Linked DNA regions of Triticum aestivum: region 1 is linked to region 2. The links are chromatin contacts, called in public Hi-C maps. All regions are on one chromosome and are shown on one strand. The core of a region is the stretch at or near the end of the contact, and the rest is flanking DNA. Distances in the headings are between cores, read along the strand shown. Region 1 holds the start of LOC123167326 (F-box/kelch-repeat protein SKIP25). Region 2 has its middle 120 kb from the start of LOC123167357.

Evidence for each region. Hi-C and Micro-C count contacts between places; a contact is called where the count stands out from the background.
Region 1: a Hi-C map of leaf shows a contact between it and region 2, with 8 times the contacts expected there. The contact joins the promoter of LOC123167326 here to the enhancer-like site in region 2. A contact is called at or near these places in 2 of 5 Hi-C or Micro-C datasets (both in leaf) and 1 of 1 datasets of contacts at active chromatin or transcription factors (leaf).

Annotation. Positions count from the first base shown.
Region 1 is chr7D:519,431,109-519,434,968 of IWGSC CS RefSeq v2.1, reverse strand. It overlaps LOC123167326 (F-box/kelch-repeat protein SKIP25), which reads right to left and starts at 2,005. Exons shown (of 1, transcript XM_044585174.1): 1 at 9-2,005. The coding sequence starts at 1,627. The coding sequence ends at 383.
Region 2 is chr7D:519,217,637-519,221,372 of IWGSC CS RefSeq v2.1, reverse strand. No RefSeq gene overlaps it. Among protein-coding and RNA genes, the nearest start is that of LOC123167357, 120 kb to the right of the region's middle. Within about 2 kb of position 1,477, at least 3 of the 8 cell types and tissues checked have an H3K27ac peak or open chromatin away from gene starts, as enhancers often do. A contact at or near this core is called in leaf, where this site is marked.

The DNA.
Region 1 (3,860 bases), core at 756-3,255, 210 kb before region 2:
AATTTCATTCAGTTCCCAAGTGTATGTGCTGGAGTAGTATCTCTGAAAGAAAAGGAACCCCAAAAAAATCTCGAATCCTGCTTTTGATATCTGGACAGAGAGGATCAGAGGAGCAGGACAGAAGAACGCAAGAATCAAAAACTGGAAATCTAGCGTCTACACCTCCAAAATCAAAATCTCGAAATCCAGCTGGTAGCCGTTGAGCAGAAGCACACGGGAACCAAATCGATTCTAGCGTCGTCTGCCCATCCATACTGCATACTGCCCAGGCCGGTGCCAATGCGGATTCGCCGCAGGAAGAAGAGAAGACGAACCAAAGGGAGAGCCTTTTGTTTTTGTACTATAAGTTTGTACTTTGTACAGTGGCGGGAGTTGAGGAAGCCTACTCGGGGCGCGTCATCCTGGGCAGCACGTGCAGCGAGACCACCCACCGCCCGGCCGGCGCCTCCACCTCCCACATGCGCGGCGGCGCCGTCGTGGAGCCCCTCGTCCTCGCCTTGGGCGTCACGTCCACGACCACCACCTTCGCGCCGCCGTGGGACACGACGCACACCCTGCCGCCGCCGGCTGCCATCTCTGCCGCGCCCTTGAGCCGCTCCGCCTCCGTGACCGTTGTCCACCGGTCGGATCCCCAGTCGTAGGTGTTGAGCGCGCCGCGCTCCTCGTCCACGACGAAGATCGTGTCGCCGCTGTCCGGGGACGCCGCGGCGGGGCCCTTCCACCCGGCCAGCATGCCGGGCGGCATGTCCTCCCACCGCCCGGCCACGAGGTCGAACACCGCGCCCTCCTTGGCGCCGCTGCCGCGGAGGTTGACCATGCAGACCTTCCCGCCCGAGCACACGGCCTCGGCCGCGTCACGGCTGAACCGCCCGTCCCGCAGCGGCGGGAGCGGCTCCCACGGCGCAGACGGCGTGGCGGGGTCCCATGTCGCCCCGGAGCGCGCGACGGCGAGGTCGTACCCGGCGCCCACGCCGCCCGCGACGAACACGCGCCCCCTCGCCGCCCCCGCCGCGCACCACCTGCGCGGGGCGAGCGGGACCCGCGGGCCGACCTGCCATCGCGGCGCGGGCGCGGCGGTCGGGTCGAAGACGAGCGGACGGCACAGCGCCGGGTGGAGCGACTGCGTGGACCCTGCGACGAGGACGAGCTGCCCCGCCGCGGCCACGGACTGGAGCGGCAGCCGGCGGGAGAGAAACGACGGGTGGCAGAGGGTCGGGGGCGGCGACGGCATCGGCGGCGCCGGCAGACAGTCCCACCGCGCGGCGATCGGGTCGTAGGCCGCGAAGGACGCGCCGCCGTCGCCGGCGTCCTCGAGGAGCGCGTACAGGGACAAGAACGGCGGGAACGACGGCGCGTACAGCAGCCGGCGCCACGGGCGGCAGACGGCGTGCATGAGGCTCGGCGGGAGCGTCGAGAGGCAGAGCTGCGCGAGGTGGTCCGGCAGGCCCGGGAGCAGCGGCTGCGACTGCGACTGCGACGTCGTCGTCGACACCTCAGCAGCGGCAGCGGCGTCGTGCCTCTCCATGGCCACCGGCGCCGCCGCCGGGCGGAGCCGCTTGGCCTCGCGGCAAGAAGCGGAGGAGGAGGGGCTGCTGCAGGGGCGCTTGGCCAGCGCGGGTGCAGCCATGGCCGCGGAGGCGAGAGGCGCTACTAGTAGCAGGCAGGCCGCGCCTTGCTTGCTTGGGCGAGCACGGCGACCCTACACTAAACTATGCCGAGTGCGTGCGTGTGCATGCGCTGGGCGTTGTGGGCGGCAATTAATCCGGAAAGGCGCGGGGCAGTAGCAGAGGAGGAAGAGGGATACGGCTATCCCATATGGGGGTGGAGGACGATGATGCCCGCTCGCACTGCGGCTGCTGTGCGGTGGTATATGCAGTGCGGTTGCGTGGCTCCGTGGCGTGGGAGACTGGCAGCCAGCAAACAGCAGGCGGGCGCCGGCGCGGCCGGGTGTCGGGTCGGCGGTCCGTTGTCTGGCTCGCCGGCCGCGAATTCCTGAGGCTGCAGGACAAGGCCGGCCTTTTCGCGCCTTCCTCCCTACTACGGTCCACGCAGTGGCTGACGACACTGCGTACGTACACGGCCTGTGATCCATGTAGTAATTTTTTTATGCAGCAAGTAGTCGTGCTGCGTCGGGATCATGTAATACGAGAGATCTCTTTGAAACGGTAAACGAAGTTTGTAGCATTTGGAGGGTGGAACACAATGGTGTTTGTTTATCAGGAATGCTGTGACACATGTCGTAAGCAATTTAAACTACTAAAAAAATAAAAGCTTCGTTCTCGACCTGTTACATTGCTTCTTTGGCAAATATATGTCCATCCTAAGAATATTTTTGTTCATCTTCAAAAAGGAGTATAAAAGAATTTTTATAAGATTAGAAATTTTTCAAAGAAAACTTTTTTATCCACTCAATTCTTATTAGTGGATGTGTTTATTTGCGTGTGCTGATGCTGGCTATATGCATCCTAGATTCCTAGTTATGCATAGGCCGGATGTGTGCTTATTGTGTTTGTATATCCTTGGTGTTTTATTGTGAGTTAATAAAATCCATCCTTTATTAAAAAAATCTTATTAGTGGGTTACCCTAAAAATATCTTACGGTAGATATTTTTTCATGTGATATGGAATACTCTTCCATTCTAAACTCATGTAGTCTTCTAATTTTATAGAATAATAGTACAACAGGACGTGCCATTTAATCATGTGTTTTTTCTATTACCATGTGTTTGAGAAAGTTGTGAATCAAAGAAGTCCTAGGTACATGTGCTACCGTTGTTGGTTAAGGGCATTTCCAACGTGGATCATCATACCGCCCGTAAATGTTTGGATCGGACGGTTTAGATACATTTAACCATCCAACGCGGCTCATCAAATCCGTCTGAGGGATTCCGCCACGTCGCACTTTGACACCCCTGGCTCACCCGAAGCCCTTGTTTTTTGATACATCCCTCCTCATGTGGTTGTGTCCACGCTCCCGAAGACCGACATCACTGTTGTACTACCCTGCTACTTCTTGAGCTTGCGTTGGTTTTTCCCTTAAAGAGGAAAGGGTGATGCAGCAAAGTAGAGTAAGTATTTTCCTCAGTTTTGAGAACCAAGGTATCAATCCAGTAGGAGACAACGAACAAGTCACTGAATACCTGCACAAACAATCAAACAAACTTGCACCCAACGCGATAAAAGGGTTGTCAATCCCTTCATGGTTACTTGCAAAAGTGAGATCTGATAGAAATAGATAAACGGTAAAGTAAATATTTTTGGCATTTTTGGTTTATAGATCGAAAAATAAAAGGAAGTGAATCGGAAACTAATATAATGGAAAATAGAAACTTATATGACGAAAAATAGACCCGGGGGCCATAGGTTTCACTAGAGGCTTCTCTCAAGATAGAAAATATTACGGTGGGTGAACAAATTACTGCCGAGCAATTGATAAGAAAGCACAAAGTTATGACGATATCTAAGGCAATGATCATGAATATAGGCATCACGTCCGTGTCAAGTAGACCGACTCCTGCCTGTATCTACTATTATTACTCCACACATCGACCGACTCCTGGCTGCATCTAGAGTATTAAGTTCATGAAGAACAGAGTAACGCATTAAGTAAGATGACATGATGTAGCGGGATAAACTCAAGTAATATGATGAAAACCCCATCTTGTTATCCTCGATGGCAACAATACAATACGTCTCAGTTCCCCTTCTATCACTGGGATCAAGCACCGTAAGATTGAACCCAAAGCTAAGCACTTCTCCCATTGCAAGAAAAACCATTCTAGTTGGCCAAACCAAATCGATAGTTCGAAGAGACTTGCAAAGTTATCAAATCATGCATATAAAAATTCAGAGGAGATTCA
Region 2 (3,736 bases), core at 228-2,727:
ACCTGTCAAAGACTCTTCGTTCCTCACCGGTAAAAATAAGCGCATAGATATTAGGTCGGCTCGTCTCATTCCCGCAACATGCGGCGCGGCGAGGCGAGACGGGCTGCGGGTGAAGCGCGCGGGAACCACTTCTCTTCCCAAGCTCCAATAGCATGTGGAAGAGAATCCCTTATAAGGAGGTCCAACTTCTCTCCGACTAGTAAGGTGAGACTAATGTTATATAACCCACGTAGATCCTTAGAAATTTTCTAAAATTGTTAGATGGGTCCAAGGCCCACCCTCGTATTTCAACACTTGCTAGCAGCAGCTGTAGCTGTAGCTGGTGAGATGGATTGATCGATGGATACCCTCACCGACTCCGTGTACGCCTACATGAATTCATTCTGCTTTTGCAATTTATGCGGTAGGCGATCGAGATCTCTCATGAATGATGATAATCTCCCAACAATAATACTCATGCTGCATCGATCTGTCTTGGTTGGATGGAAGGCGCGCACCACACACATCAACGTACTACTACGCGTGTTCCTTTCTTCCGAGATGTGGCTGCCAACGCAGACTAGCCGAGCCGGGGCGACATGTTTTGGCAAGTGGCCACGCGAGCGAGCGATTGCTGTCCAAAAGGTGGCTTTTGTTGGCCTTCGCGCACGCCCAGGGGCCATGAGCCAGGACGATGGCTCACGTGCCCTAACCTCCCCGACCCGATGATTAGTAGTAGGAGTAATGACGATTAGTACACCAGCCACTCGTGCTCGTAAGCTGCAGTCTTAACCGCTTAATTAATACTCTTGCATAGTCCACCGATCGCCTTTTCGCTCTGATTGATTGGCACATGTGCACGGGACCTCGACACTGTATCCGGGCCAAGAGATGGCCGGCGAAGTGGACGGAATAATATTCCATGGAGTATATGTTATGATCCAGTGGGCCGGTTGGATTAATCTGCTGGCCGCATGTTCTGTTGGTCAGTAGCAGTAGCCGCAGCATCCGTCTGTCCTTGGCTATTAGCCTATTACTATCTGGTTATTTTAGGAGCATATACATTAATACAGCTGGTCTTTTGTGTGGACTAAAACCGTAGACTTAGAACAAGTCCTCTGACTACATGTACATCGTAAAAAAAAAGGGTCGAGTGGGCACTCACTCGCTATAATCTTTCAACAATCTGAGCTCGAGGACTCAACTATTTCGCGGAGAAAGAATAGCAGCTCTTTCTCTCCACTGCGATTCTCGTGTTGGGTTGTGCGATGCGACCAAGGACCTTCTTTTCCCGTTTCTTTCTTTTTTTTCCGAAACATTTCCCTCTCTCTAATTTCTTGCGGATATTTGCTCTAGACGACCGGGTCCCAGCTTCAAACGTCAATTTTCAACACCAATAGAGTATCATTCTTCTTGGAGTAGTAGTAGTACATACAGATGATACAGCCAACAAAGACTGCTCATTTTTCTAAGTACAAATTGGACTAGAACAGGAGCGGAAAAACCGAGGAAGAATCCATCCGGATCTTCGGGGACCAGGCCATGTGTAGCAGCTGTGCAGAACATGCCAAAAAGAGCCTTTTCGACCGCTCGGCTCATGTCAACGAAATCAGATGCCGTGTGCACTGAAAAAAAAGATGCCGTGCGTAAACAACTCACTCGACCCCTATATATCTTACAGTATAAAATATGTACGTACGTTATACAAGTAGACCAAAATAAATATTGTAGCTATACCAGTTGGTGACCAAGCTAAAGCTTCAAGGCTTTTCAAAGGATTTGATGTTTATGTGAGTACTACTCCCTCCGTTCCCAAATAATTGTCTTTCTAAAGATTTCAACAAGTAACTACATACGGAGCAAAATGAGTAAATCTACACTCTAAAATATGTCTACATACATCCGTATGTTGTAGTCCATTTGAGATGGCTGGAAAGACAAATATTTCGGAACGGAGGGAGTACTTTTTATAGCCTGCCATTTCATAAGGAGTAGAACAGGGAAATGCCCGGGATCATCTGGAAACAAGCTACCATCGGTTGACAGCTCGTAGCTAAAACATAGGTGTGCATAGTTCTGGCCATCTCCTGCCCGACCCTGTCAGCCCACCCAGGCCCGGCCCTAAAATCCAGGGCCTAGGCCTGATGGGCTTGCCCGTGGGCCGGGCTTGGACCTGAGTTTTGAGCCCACCAGCAAGGCCTGGACGGGCTTGGGCTTGGCATATTGACATTTTAAGGAAGAGGCCCAGCCACGGCCCTAAGCCCTAAGGGCTTTTCAGGGCTTTTTTACCGGATGGGCCGGGCTTGGACTTGAAAAGTAGGCCCTATGGTAAGGCCTGGGCCTCAGTTTTCTGCCGTGGGCTTTTTTAGGCCCGGCCCGGCCCATGGCTAGGTATAAGTGTGCATGAGCTGTCGATCTCTCCTCTCCCTTGCACAACAATTATCTACTACCCTTATAAAAGGAAGAGAGGACGGAGAGCCAAACAATCTGCACCGTACAGAAGGTTAATATCATAAAAAAAACGAAGGGATCCGTCTCAAGAGAAGAGATATCCTACTAGTGAACTGGGTCGGGTCGATCCACCAGCTGCCGGCCTGGCCATTGTATATGCGTGCGTTCTAGTCGGCCACCGGTCACCAGATAAATCTATGCACGGCGTGACCGATGCATGGCTGCACGCTGGCACAGCGTGTAGAGTGGACAAAAGTGAACTTTTCCCTCTCCTCCCGGCCCTCTGTCGCTGTCGTGTGTGTGTCGAACGCGCAAAGGCTGTGCCGTAGCCAGCTCATCTGGATAATAGAGATGTCGCCATCATGTGTACTTTAGTTGACATAATGCCCCGGGTTATGGTGGAGTGCATGCATAGGCTGGGTAGACCATAAACCCTAGTCGGTCAGGAGTGGCATTTGGTATTACTAGATCGATTACCCAGACAGGAGGTGAAATCATGGGCGTGCCCGCAACTTTAACCATCGGATGAACAAGGGACCTGCATATCTGTCTGCAACCTGCACTTGCAGGCAATGCTGAAATGAGGATTATAAAATCGGCCCGGCTAAAAATCAGTCGACTGAGATTTAACCAAGTCTCAGTCGACCATGCAACATTTTATGCCATCGTTTGCAACAGTTTTTTCTACCGGTTGTAACATCTGTCTTGAATGGTTGTAGCATGTCGTCCCTCATCGGTTGTAGCACGTCTTCTCAATGGTTGTAACATCTTCATTGACGGTTGTAGCATTTCAGTTAAAACGGATGTAGCATTTATTGTTGTTGCTTGCAATGCCGTCGCAACATTTTTCGCCGCCGTTTGTAGCATCTAGCCATGCCGTTTGTAGCAAAAAAACCACGCTGACGTCATTCGACTGAGACTTCGTTAAGTCTCAGTCGACTGAGTTCTAGACACACTCTTATAAAATATCCCATGTACGTGGAGCCAGATGGCAACGATGAAACCAACTTCGTCACTTTCAGAAGAAAAAAAGGTGACGGACCGAGTGCGATCCCTGCGAGCCTCGACGATCCAAAATCGCGCCTTTTTATTTTATTATTAGATTAGGGTATCACCAACGCCGGCCCTAAAACCTTTCCCGTGCGTTCGTCCCGTGCTGTCCGGACCGTGGAAGCCATCCAACTCGGTCATGTATCGGTCCGCGGCGCGGTTTTGACGTGTTTTCTCCCGCAAACCGAAGACAAACGTGGAGGGCTTTGCGAGAGTCCGGACCACTCCAAAGCCCTCTTTTGACCGCCCCGACCCA